Linked DNA regions of Sus scrofa: region 2 is linked to region 1. A link is a contact called in public Hi-C data. All regions are on one chromosome and are shown on one strand. Each heading gives the region's core, a stretch centred on a gene start, on an enhancer-like site or on the middle of the called end of the contact. The rest is flanking DNA. Distances are from core to core; before and after follow the strand shown.

The links. A called contact is a pair of places that touch in the nucleus more often than the background predicts.
Region 2: a contact with region 1 is called in a Hi-C map of blood, with 2.3 times the contacts expected there. The contact joins the promoter of LMO2 here to the promoter of CAPRIN1 in region 1. A contact is called at or near these places in 1 of 47 Hi-C or Micro-C datasets (blood) and 1 of 2 datasets of contacts at active chromatin or transcription factors (alveolar macrophages).

What each region holds. Positions count from the first base shown.
Region 1 is chr2:26,872,698-26,879,519 of Sscrofa11.1, reverse strand. It overlaps CAPRIN1 (caprin-1), which reads left to right and starts at 4,095. Exons shown (of 19, transcript XM_005661021.3): 1 at 4,095-4,306; 2 at 4,871-5,086. The coding sequence starts at 4,871.
Region 2 is chr2:27,031,305-27,038,126 of Sscrofa11.1, reverse strand. LMO2 (rhombotin-2) reads right to left here and starts at 4,203. Exons shown (of 5, transcript XM_005661026.2): 1 at 4,136-4,203.

The sequences.
Region 1 (6,822 bases), core at 2,846-5,345:
CAGGCATATTACTGCTTCTGAGAAGACAGAGATGAAAAACAAAACAATTGTTTTCTTCTGGTGAAAAGCCCAGGGGCTAATGGTGGCTCACGGACACACAGACAAATAGTTATGGCATTATCATAAAAAAGGATGTGCTGAAAAATTTATGATAGAAATGTCTGCTGTTGACTTGTAATAAAATGGCTGAAAAACAAAAGCCTTAGCTGTGTGAGCACTGTGGTTCACATTTAGGTCAAGCTTCTGTCAACCTGACGCAGAAAGGCAGTTAATGTAATTCAGATGAAAGTTCCCCTCTTTTGCTACAAATAAGCTTGTGGCATTAGCTTATTGGGTGAATTGAAGCAGCTCAACTATTTTGCCAAAATGATCAGGAGAAGTAGTTCAGTCAGTCACTTCACTTGACTATGGAGACTTCAGAGTGCTGTTGTCTAATGAGTTAAATAAGTGGATGTTAACTTGAGAGATTTGTGTTATTAAACTATATTAATATGGGGTATAACTTTTATACCACAGTTTTTGGAGAAAGTATTTTCCATTTATAGACATATTCTGCTCTCCCACTAGTTTGCTGGGAAAACTCTTTTTCCTATTTCTTCAGTGGTATAACGACTCCAAGGACTGTATGGCTTTACATTGGGGAAAAAAAGGCCAAAAAAGATAGTAAAGTATTAAACATTCTCACAAATGTAGCTTAAGTCACCTTTTTGTCAGGTGGGAAAGAGACAAATTTGGTTTGCTGGGACTATGGCAGTGGGCTGGGCAGGAAGTTAAACCAAACACACTGCTTTAAACTTCCTGGAACTGCTGACCTGAACAAATAACTACAAGAATTTCAGAAAATCAAGGAAACTGAATTGGGATAGATAGCATACTGAACAAACTGAGAGCATGACAGCTATGTGTGTCCACTAAAATATTTCTGGTTCACCTGGCTTCCTTTCAGGCATGATAAGACAGCATCTATTGGTTGGACAGGTCATGTGACCCTTTCTGTGACCTGGCTAATGAGGTGTGAGCACACAAGACACACAAGTATACCTGTCTAGAGTATTCAACTACCTGAGAAACCCCTGAGTTCCTTTTTTCTTATGGCGTAGTAATCAGCAACACTTGAGATGTGGTTTCTCCATCAGCCTGAATCACTGGTTGCTGTGAGCTAAACTCTCTGCCAAACCATGATGGGTGTGTATCACTTGTTATAAGCCAGGAATTGGCAAATTTCTTTAGTAAAGGGTGAGATAATATTTTAGGTTTTGTACATCATAATGTCTTTATCACTACTATTCAACTCTGCTGCCCTGTGGCATGGAAGCAGCCATTAAAATATGTACATGAATGGATGTGGCTTTGTTCCCCTAAATCTTTTACAAAAACAGAGGGCCATTTGGCCCAGGGACTTATTTTGCAGATTCCCACTTTAAGTCACAGAGCTTTCAGGATTGTTACTGCAGCATAACCTAGCCTATCCTGATACACTGTGGGCTGTGAGATGAACCACTAAACAAGACTTTGTCAGAGTTCCCATCATGGCTCAGGGGTCAATGAATCTGACTAAGATCCATGAGGACACAGGTTTGATATCTGGCCTCGCTCAGTGGGTTAAGGATCCAGCATTGCCATGAGCTCTGGTGTTAAGTAGAAGACGTGGCTCAGATCTGGCGTAGGCTGGCAGCTATAGCTCCGGATTTGACCCCTAGCCTGGGAGCTTCCATATGCCGCAGATGTGGCCCCAAAAGACAAAAGGCCAAAAAACAAAAAACAAAAAACCAAGACTTTGTCATATGTGTTGTCATCTATCCTGCTCCCTCTCAACAATCTTTCCTTTTTCTTGAAGCCTAATGTAGGGGTTGCTAGCTGGTAACATACCAAGGAAAGGCAGAAGAGCCTTTTCCTTCTTACTCCTAGTCATGACCGCTCTTCAACTCAAACCTGAATTGTCAGAGGTCTCCAAGTCATTGGCTTTCATACTTTAAACGGGCATCAGAATCATGCAGAGGGCTTATTAAAGCACAGATTGCTGGGCTTTATTTACCTCCAGAGTTTCTGATTCTCTAGGTCTGGGGAAAATTTGCCTAGCAGAATATTTCATGTCTGATCTTAAAGACACTGGTCAAATTCTATGGAATAAAACATTTTTCTTCTTTGAACTTCACTGGGCATACACATTGGCTGAGGACCTTGTCAAAATACAGATTACCTCAGTAGCTCTGGGATGGGGTCTGAGATTTGATAGTGACAGTGGTCAGGCTGAAACACTAACTGCCTCAAGGAGCTGAAGGATTTTAAATTTCCTTCTAGCCTTAGGCTTAGCATAGCTTTAGCTTAGTGCTAAGAACAGTTCAGGTGCTTAAGTCTTGAATAACCTTAAGTCAACTTTGACTTCTCTCACACCTAGCTGGTTGGCAAATCCTTTTGGTTCTACTATTGCAATGTATAAGCATCCAACCACTTGTCACCTTGTCACCACCTTCACTGTAACAGCCTGGCCACTACCATCTCTGGGCTGTATTATTTCAACAGACTCCTAATTGGGCTCCCAGCTTCTGCTCCACCCTCCCTCCCATTTCAAATACACGCTTACTGTAAATTCATTATATAATAGCAAGAGGATTAAAAAAAAAACACAGATTGATCATGTTCTTCTCTAAGATTATGCATGCCTGACTCCCTATTTCATTCAGCAAAAGCCCAAGTCCTAATAATGGCCTATCAGGCTTTACCTGACTGGCCCTCTTTGTCTTCGACCTCATCTCCTACTCTACTCTAGTCACTGTGGCTTTCTTGCTCTTCCTTGAACCCACCAAGCACATTCCCAATCTGAGTTCCTGGCACTTGGTTTTCCTGCTACCTGGAAAATTCTTCCAAGTGAATGGCCCTCTTCTTCAACTTCTTCGGTCTTGGCTCAAGGGTCATTCTAAGGCTTCTCCAGCCCACCTTGTTTCTTCTCTACCACTTCACTATCTGATATGCATTTATCTTCTCCCCACTTAGAATGTAAGCTCCATGAAGAAACTGTTTTGTTCACAATCCCTAGCACTCAAGAGTTCCTAGCACATAGTAAGGTGCTCTGTATTTGAAGACGAGATAACAGACTGCAGCTAACTGGAATATCTTGAGTCTGGAGGCTGCTGCTGTGTTTCTCTGGGCTCCCTCAGGATACACTGTTGCCAGCCAGTATTACTCATTTCATTCTCTAGGGAGCGGCGGGTTTGGTAGGCTCCTTTTCTAAATCCCTTCTATTATGGAATTTAAATTATAAATTGGTCATTTACTGTTGTCATACATCATGTGGCTGAATTTTCCACTGATTATATTTTTTTAATACACTTTCTTCTAGCCCTCAGCTGCTTTTTGTTCATTCTCCATAGCCTTATTACAATGCTGGAATAATTCTCTTGGAGCAGATAAAAAAAAAAAAACTGTGTTTCATTTAACATCTTAAGTTTTAGGTAAATTTAAAAGGAAAAAAAAATCTGATTCGTAATACTCAGGCCTCTTAGGTACCTGTCATCTTAAGGTAGCTGAAGATAATTTTAAACATGACGAGTCCAGAGTTTTAAGACAAAAACAAACAAAACCACCCAAACCCAAACATCCATCTTGCTCCTTTCTAACGCGTTTACACAGAACTCCTGGGTTACTGAGAGATTGTTTTGTAGGGGAAGCCGCAACTTGTCCTTAGACATTTTGGGGGTGTGGGAGTTTGCTTGCTCGCCGTACAGAAGGAATTCTAGAAGCTGGGATTGCACCACCCACCCCACACACCCCTTACTTGCAGAAACCTTTGCTCCCCCCCCCAACCCCCACCAAATAAGGGCTCCTCGCCCGGCAGTCGCCAGCTCCAGATCCAGCTGCTTGACACCTATTGTCCCTGTTTGGACGTCAAGCGACTTCGCCTGAAGGACCCTAGCTTTGATTTCGCTCAAAACTCAAGGCACTGCTCCGGCAGCCTCTCAGAGGCTGTTCCGACCTGGGCTGAGTGGCCAGCCCCCAGGCTAGGGTCTTGGGCAGGGGTGGCGGGAGGCTGGGCAGGCCCTTCCCCGCAGGCGTTCGCGCCGGGCAGCCCGAGCGGCAGCGAAGGCCCCCGCCCGCCGCTTCTCCCGCCCCCTCCGCCCCAGAGGGTTGGCTGCCTAAGTCCCTCCCGCTCCCAGCTCTCCGCCTCACTAGCAGCGGCTCTCGGTGCAGCGGGGAAAGGGCGAAGCGGCCTGCGCCCACGGAGCGCACGACACTGCCCAGAACGCACCGCCACCCTTGCCCCTTCAGCCGCCCCCTCGGGATCTCCAGCGGCCTCCGCGCGCGCACGGTGAGCGCCACCCCGGACTGAGGCGCTGAAGGGGAAGAGGGCCGCTGCCCCGAGTGTCCTTTACCTCCGGACTAGCTGGACTTTCGCGAGGGGCTTGCTCCTCAAGTCACCCCACCCGCCCTGGTCATTTCCAGTGCCCTTCTCCACCCTTCTCCGCCTCTCAGCCCCGATCGCTCTCTTCCCTCCCGTCCTCGCAGGGCGGCGAGGGCTGTCCCTTCCCTGCGGGGACCGTTGCACTGGCCGTTGGCGGCCGGCGCTGCGAGGCCCCGCCCCCGGCGCGAGCCTCGGTGCCCCGGGGCAGGTAGGCCGAGCCGGCGGCCGGCGCGGGGGAGGGGCGGGGGGCGGCGCGAGGCCCGGCCGGGCGCCCCGCTGGCGGGTCGCGCGCGCGCCCGCGGCCCCTTCCTGCCCCGGCGGCGCGCGCGCGCCGGCCCCGTCCCCACCCCCACCGCTCTCGCAGGCTCCCGCCCGCTGCGCGTTTTGTCCCGCGTCTCGCCCCGTCCGCCGCCTGACTCGCCGCTCTTGTCCTTCCTCCCGCTTTTTCTTCTCTCCCCTCACGGTCTCAAGATGCCCTCGGCCACCAGCCACAGCGGAAGCGGCAGCAAGTCGTCCGGACCGCCACCCCCGTCGGGTTCCTCCGGGAGTGAGGCGGCGGCGGGAGCCGGGGCCGCCGCGCCGGCTTCTCAGCACCCCGCGACCGGCACCGGCGCTGTCCAGACCGAGGCCATGAAGCAGATTCTCGGGGTGATCGACAAGAAACTTCGGAACCTGGAGAAGAAAAAGGTGCCCGGAGTTGGCGGGGAAGGGAGGGTTGGATGCTGACCCTGACTGCTGTAGCCTTCACGCTCCGCGTCTCGGGCGCTTCCCTTCCTCCCGGTCCCCACCCCCCACGCCCCGTCTCCCCGCTGGAAGTGGAGCTTCGTGCCCAGAAAACGGGCTCCGCGGGGAGGTGCTTGTCACCTGACCCGGACGTGGCGCTGGCCCCCGGGCTCCTTATTACTCTGCTCTTGCCGGGGGCCAGGCTGTTGGCCTTTGGGAGTGCGATGTGTAGGGGTGGGGGCCTGTCCGATCGCCGTGTGTGTGTGTGTGTGTGTGTGTGTGTGTGTGTGTGTGTGTGTGTGTGGTGTCCTTGTCTTCGTGGCCGAGGCTGGATCCGCGGGGGTCAGCGGGGGAAATGAGGACTCTCTGTGGGGAGGGCTCAGGCCCAACCGACTGCCTCGTGGAGTTGGGTTGTCCTACGTCCTATAGCCTAGGGGCTCGTCCGCCCCGTTACCGTGTACTTGAGGCTTGCGCAGTGGCCCCTCTCCTCCCTCGCAAGGGAAGTGTTTTTAGATCTTAAACTAGACTCGCTTCTTCCTCAGGCTCCCCTCTAGGAGCCTTCGACTTGTTCCCTCGCCCCCATCTCACGGGCGCCCCTACGTTTCCTTCTTTGTTTCAATTGTCTAGGTCCCCCCCCCCGAACCTCACGCTCAACTCGATCCCGAGAAGATTGTCTGCGGCGGCTTTTTGTCCCTCGGGGACTCTATAAAGAAGGATGGGAGGGAGGCTGCACCGATCGAGATTCGTTAGTCGCGGGGGAGGGGGGGGTCTGGGTTGGACGGAGGGGATCGCTAGGTCTCTGGGCACATGGAGAGCGCGTCTAACATGGCGGCGGCTACGGGGAGAGGGAAGCGCTTTACAGGAGCTGCATTGTGAGCACAAAGCGAAAGCAGAGGGGGAGGGCAGAGACCCGGCAGCCGCCCCGACTGGCCTCCCACACCTCCTCTCCAAAAAAAAAAAAAAAAATCGAGTCACACCCACAAATTTTTGGATTCGATATTTAGCCGTTCTGGGTCACACAGTGAAGTTTATCTTCAAGTTGGCCTTTTGTTTTATGCTTTCGGCGCATGACTGTGCCAGCTCTGTTTAGAGGGACACGTGTGTGCGCGCCCCTGTGTGTGTGTGTTTGTGTATGTGTAGAGAAAGGGTCTTGGCAGAAGTGAATAATTCAACATTGGAGGTGGGAAGGGAAAACAAATCAGTAGTTTAAAAAAAAAAATGAGGTAACTAACATCTATGATTATTACGCAAACTTTTGCCTTTTACCTTAAAAATAACTCCTTTAATAGCTTCTGTTTATCTGCCTCTAGTAAAACATTTATTCTAACATCTTGAGTGTTGAATAAGTCGTTTAAAAATGTTTTTCATTCATCCAGTAGTGTTACTTAAGATGTTGAAATAGTAACTACTTGGCTAAAATTTGGGCTGTGTGAAGAAAACTGATGATATTTAGGCCTTCATTACTTTAATTGCTTATTATTAATTTATTTTACATTTTGGGGGGAGTTTTAAAACGTTTTTAGAGTTGTTAATTCTGTCTCAGGTCCTATATTTGGGATTTCACTTGAATTTTATTTGAGGCTAAGAGATGCACTAATCGTGGATTTCTACCTTTGGCTTATCCTTTATTTTGATTAAACAAGTATGGTTTATTATAAATGAAATAATAGATTTATCAATATTAACAAGCAACAAAAGTA
Region 2 (6,822 bases), core at 2,954-5,453, 160 kb before region 1:
TGGTTCGATCCCTGGCCTCGCTCAGTGGGTTAAGGATCCAGCATTGTTGTGAGCTGTGGCGTAGGTTGCAGAGGCGTCTTGGATCCTGTGTTGCTGTGGGTCTGGCGTAGGCTAGTGGCTACAACTCTGATTCGACCCCTAGCCTGGGAACCTCCATATGCTGTGGGTGCGGCCCTAAAAAAAAGATAGAAAAAAAAAGAAAAAGACAAACTTCAGTGGAAAGGAAACTTGTGTGTGATGCTTCTAGCAATATCTATTGCTAAGGGATATCTATTGTTTCAGTCCAAACCAGGGAAAGAGCTGCTTGCTTCTTCCAGCCAGTTTTCCCTGCTTCCCTTCAGCTGTTCCTCATGTATCTGGCTGCCAAACAAGCCCAGCTTCACTGTCACCATTCTGTTCAAGGACTTGCAATGGCTCCCTACTGCCTCTGACCATTGGCAAGTAGCTTAACCACTTGGGGCCTCGATTTTCTTACTTGATAGAGGAAAGAGGTGGCCTGGAGGTTAGAACTGCAGCTCCGTGTGTGATTCTGTTCTTCTAGCAGATCAAGACTAAACTCCGCATGATTCCATTAAAGGCGCCCTGTGATCCTGTCCACACCTTTGAATCAACTTCATATCCTGATGATTAGAGCCTGACCTTCCCACCAGCCAAGCTGCTCCTCCTTGACCTCCAGCACCCTGTTCATGCCTACTTCTCTGCCCTGTCTTATTCTGTTCTTCCTCCCTGGAAAGTTTGCTTTGTCTGTGCTTCAAAACTTTGGTGCTAGAGTACTAGAGTGGTTAAGAATAGAGATAAGTAAACCTGGTTTCTAGTCTCCACTTTACAACTGACTATCTGGGTAATTAATCTTAGGCAAATCTCTGTGCTTCAGTGCTTGCAATGATAAAATAGAAGCAATGATAAATACAAGGCTAGGAGGCATAGCTGAGATAATGTACATGGCACAGAGCCCCTGGCACACAGTAAGTGCTCAGTAAATGGCAGTCATTACTGTGGTTGCTGCCAGATCCTCCCCAGTCTGCTCTGCCTCTCCAAATTGTGTCTCACCCTGGACCCTGCTCAAGCCACATCTTTGCTCTGAAGGTTTCTCTGTCCCCTGACCTCAACTCCTTCCAGCTCTTGGCTTTAGGGCCTGGTTGGGTGCTCCTGAGACCCTGCCTTGCAGTGCAATGATTTTATGTGTGCCACACAATCGTCCCACCTCTTAAGTGACTTACGTTACGTTCTTAGAGGAGAGAGGCCATGGTTTTCATTTTTACTAGCTCCCAAGGTACTAATATAAATTTGGAGATCCTCAGTAATTCTCCTTTTGAATTAAGGGCTTCAAACATCACATCCATGCTGTCAATTTCCCAATTCCTAGCTTCACACTGACCTTCATTAAGACCTGTGGGTCTCCCCAGAATCAGTATTGAGGATGACCCATGAACTGTCAACCAGAAACCTCTTAAAAACCTGATAACCCAAAACGATAAAACTCTTAGAAGAAAAAATAGCAGAAAAACTATAGGACATTGGAGTCGCCAATGGTTTCTTGGCTATGACACTAAAAGCACAGGCTACCAAATTAAAAACAGATAAATTGGAGTGTAGTCAAAGTTAAAAACGTTTGTGCATCAAAGGACAGGATCAAGAGATTGAAGACAGCCTATGGAATGGGAGGAAATACTTGCAAATCACATATGTGATAAGAGGTTAATATCCAGCATACATAAAGAATTCCCACAATTTAACAGCAAAAAAAAACAAACAACTCAATTAAAAAATGGGCAAAAGACTTGAAGAGACAGTTCTCTAGAGAAGATATACGGGTGGCCAAGAAGCACGTGAAAAGATGTTCAACATCACTAATCATTAGAAAAATGCAAAACAAAACCACAATAAGATACCACTTTATAACCCATTAGGATGGCCACTATCCCCAAAACAGAAAATAACAAGTGCTGACAAAGATGTGTAGAAATTGCAACTTTTGTGCTCTGCTGGTGGGAATATAAAATGGTGCCTGTGTTATGGAACCCAGCATACAGGTTCCGCAATAAATTATAAATAAATTATAAATAGCGTTACTATATGAGTCATCGGTTCCACTTCTGGGTATATGCCAATGAACACACATGCACACAATGGAATATTATTCTGCCTTAAAAAGAAATTCTGACGCTATAGCATGGTGAGACTTGAGCACATTATGCTAAGTGAAACAACCAGTGACAAAAGGGCAGACCATATGATTCCACTCATGTGAAGTTTCGAGAATAGTCAAATTCATAGAGATGGAAAGTAGGATGGGGGCTGCCGGGGGCTGGGGGAGTGGAGAGTTATTGCTCAATGGGTGCAATGTTTCGGTTCAGAAAGAATAAAAAAAAGTTCTGGGTGTTATAGTTGGGGCCTTAGTGGAAACGAACCTGACTAGCATCCATGAGGATGCGGGTTCCATCCCCAGCCTCCCTCCGTGGATTAAGGATCCGGCGTTGCTGTGGCTGTGGTGTAGGCTGGCAGCTGCATCTCCGATTCGACCCCTAGCCTGGGAACTTCCAGATGCTGTGGGTGCAGCCCTAAAAAGGCAAAAAAAAAAAAAAAAAAAAAAAAGAAAAGAGTTCTGGGGATGGATGGCGGTGATATTTGCACAGCCATGTAAATGTGCTTAATGCCACTGAAGTATATACTCGGGAGTGGTTCAAATGGTAAATTTCATGCTCTGTATATTTTACCACATGAGCACACACACATGCACACAAACCTAGTAAAAGTTAAAGATGTTACCCTAGGCTCACAGCTGTCCAACATGCAGAATTTTACCTGTCATCTCAGACAGCTCACAGGCTTCTCAGGTATCACCTATCGACCCATTTAACACCCCTAGTGTTATGGTGAAGCCAGTCCCCTGAGCTCTGAGACATTCCTCAGGTCCCCCAGGGCAACCCCTGCCCACTTGGACCTCTGACAGCAGTGCCGGTCCTTGACTTACAGAGGACCTGCTTTGCAGGAGCCCATCAGGCCCCAAGGATGGGGAAAGGGTGCAGTTGGTGATGATGCACAAAAACCTCCTAAAAGGGACCCAGTGCTCATAGAGATGGATACCTCTGCCCTGCCTCTGAGAAGCCAAGGCTTAGAGTGCAGCCGGCACAGGCTCCCTTTTGGGTGGTGATGGCAGGAGTGGCGGTGGGGGTGCTTTTCAGGTACGTAGAGCATCTCTCACACCCCCCTCAGGCCACAGCCCCTTGCCAAAGGCCCCCAGGATGCTCATGGACCAGCTCAGCTCCTCTCATGCTTTCAGCTACAGTACTTCCCATCACATTGCAGGAGGCCGCCTTGGGTCATATCTTGCAAAAGAAGCGCTATTAAAAACTATTCCATTTGTATTTCTTGCGTGGCTCTCCATCTGGAAATATCTTTTATCTGGCAACTTTTGCAAAGCGAACTGAATCTTGAAGGGGATCCTGGCAGGTTTATGCTGGCCTCTCTATCACTCCAAGAAGTCATTTCCATGCTAACCTTTAGCAGGGTCGAGTAATCGTGACTTGGTATCGGAAACAAGACAGGCATCAGACCCTGAGGCATCTTTTTAACCTTGAAAACATCCACTTGGAGGGCAAGAGCGAAATCTGGAAGATTATACACACTCCTGGCTCAAATGTGACTTCTTCAGGGAAGCAGCTCCCCCCCACACCGCTGCCCTTCCAGCCCCCCCTCCCCCCGTCTCTTGTGACTAAATTAGGACCTACCATTAGATGACCTCACTCCTAGATTTTTTAAATTGTTTTTTCCTTTTTCTTTTGCTTTTTTATTTCTCTAAGTATAGTTGATTTACAGTGTTGCGTTAGCTTCTGGTATACAGCAAAGTGATTCAGTGTTTGGTTTGGTTTTGTTCAGATCCTTTTCCATTATAGGTTATTACAAGATACGGAATAGAGTTCCCTGTGCTGTACAGGAGGTCCTTGTTGTTTTTCTGCTCACTCTCTGTTTGGATCACAATTTGTAAGTCTACCTGGTGTGGTTATTAATTGCTGCTTGGCTCCCCCCAGGACTCCAAGCTCCGTCTGCTTGGAATTGAATCCAAGCGCCTAGCCCAGCACGTAGTAAGGACCCAATAATTATTTATTGAAGGAAGGAATAAAACTCATCTTACCTGCCTCTCCACCAGGTACTTCAAGTCCAGGTTGAAAAATATCTTTCCAGAACCGCTGTTGCTGAAAGAAAATGAGAGGAACTCTCCGGCAGGCAGCTAGAAGTAGAATGGGGGGGCGGTGAAAAAAAGAGTTCTTTATCGTCAGTTAGAGGAATGTTTCCACAGGTCCCTGATAAACTAGGGACAAATACCCCCAGGCTCTCTGATAGCCTGAGTGTCCTTGATAGTGTGGCTGGGTGGGGCAGGCTGGGCTTTGGCATCAGGGCAAAGGGATGGATTCTAACGGTTTCTTCACTGGTTGAAAAGTCTGCTTCCTGCCCAACTTTTTTTTTTTTTTTTCTCTTCGTTATGTACCAGCTCAGCTTATATTGTGAAGAAGTGGCCCTGTTCCCCAAATGAGTGGAGGCCGGTAGACAGGAGCGGTGCTTATCGCTGCTGCCGGGCCTTTCAGTTGGATGGGCCGGGGGCTCTGAGAAGGGGAGTGTCCTGTTTGTGCCTCACCCTCTGCACATCTCACAGCCCTTTGGGTCTCAGAAATTCCCCCCTCCCAGCCCACCGACTTAGACGGGGCACGTAGCCAGGCTCCCATTTGATAGGGGAGCGTTATTAGGCCAACGTCCTTCCAAATCTGAATGCTGCCTAAACGAGAGAGCCATGGGGCCATCTTCATTGGACTCTGGCATTCATGTTCACAAGAAGCTCTCTCGAGAATTTACTTTTCAAGAAGAAGAGTTTTGTTGGGCAAAAATCAACTCAGAGGCTATATTCATTACCTACTAAGTGGTACTTTTGGGCTTTGTCTTTGGAGTAATTCCAACAGAAGATTGCAGTTAGGAGCAGATGGACCTGTGGTGGTACACAGTAGCTGCCTTTTATTGAGCACATACTATGTGCCAGGAATTTTATATGTTTTATCTTATTTAATCTTAATATAACCTTCTGAGGTGAGTAATAGTATTCTTCCAATTTCACAGATAAGGAAAATGAAGGTCACAGGAGTTCAATAACTTGCTTAGGGTCACCCAACTCCATAAGCATGGGAAATGGGATCTGCACCCAGGTCTTCTGACTCTGTATCCTCACCTTTTCTCACCACGTCGGTGTTTCCTTGCCTTCCCACATTCACTGTTGGCAGCACACAGTCTCAGGCCTGCACCGACGTCATGAGATCAACATACCTGGGGGCCTCAGAAAGTTCCTGGACATCCAATCTAAAGTCGCCCCCCCCCCGCCAGGCACTAACAGCACTATTTTATTTTCATCACTCTACTGATCACTCTCTGATGCTTTCTCATTTATGAATTTGCGTATAGTCTTTCTTCCCCACTAAGTGACAAATTCCATAATTGCAGGGAGAAGATGCCCAAAGTTTTATCTCCAGAATCCTAGATGTGGGTAGAACCTCGGAAGTATTCAGTACATATTTATTGAATATCTTGGTAGACGTTGTCCAAAACATTGTGTTGGGAAGGATCCTGAGTCTGGACCCAGGTTCAGAGAAGAGAATTATTTTTGAGTTCTAGTGTCTCCCAAGGCCGTGGGGGTGAACAAATGTTGGCATTCATGCCACATCTTTGCCACTCCAGGGAGAGAAACTCAATCCTAAGAAAAGTAAGTGCAAGGTGACATCGTAAGTCATAGGAGAGCCAGGTACAGTGGCATCCCTTCCTTCAAGGACCTTTATCTCTGACTTGGGAAGTCAAAGTGAATGCATTTGTGATGGAGAACAGACACATGATCAACAGCGAGGTGATGATCAAAAATGCAATCAGGAGTTCCCGTCGTGGCACAGTGGTTAACGAATCCGACTAGGAACCATGAGGTTGCGGGTTCGGTCCCTGCCCTTGCTCAGTGGGTTAACGATCCGGCGTTGCCGTGAGCTGTGGTGTAGGTTGCAGACGTGGCTCGGATCCTGCGTTGCTGTGGTTCTGGCGTAGGCCAGTGGCTACAGCTCCGATTGGACCCCTAGCCTGGGAACCTCCATATGCCGCAGGAGCGGCCCAAGAAGTGGCAAAAAAACAAAAAGACCAAAAAAAAAAAAAAATGCAATCAGATTTGGCTAAGGAGAAACTGGATTTGGAATAGGTATGGAAGGCTTTCTGGAGGAAGTAGAAACTGAGTTTCCCCTTGATGTGTAAATACCTCGGTATTCCCTTTGTGTCAGACTTGTTCTATGATCTTTCCTGAGACTGAGGTTTTCACCCCCCTTACAACACCCTAATGAAGTAAGTATTGTGATCATAATTTTATAGATGGGGAAACTGAGTCACAGAAAGGCTAAGGAACTTGCTCCAGGCCACTGAGCTTGAAGGTTTCGAAGCCAGTTCTCCTAAGCACCTGGTGAGTGAAGCAGGTGTGACTGTCAGGAAACAGACTAAGGAAGGGTCTGGGGGGAGTTCCTGTCGCGGCTCAGTGGTTAACGAATCGGACTAGGAACCATGAGGTTGCGGGTTCGATCCCTGGCCTTGCTCCCTGGGTTAAGGATCTGGTGTTGCCTTGAACTGTGGTGTAGGTCTCAGCCAAGGCTTGGATCCCACGTTGCTGTGGCTGTGATGTAAGCTGGCGTCGACAGCTCTGATTAGATCCCTAGCCTGGGAACCTCCATACGCTGCGGGAGCAGCCCTAGAAAAGGCAAAAAAAAAAAAAAAAAAAAAAAAGGAAGGATCTGGGTATGGGGACAGGAGATG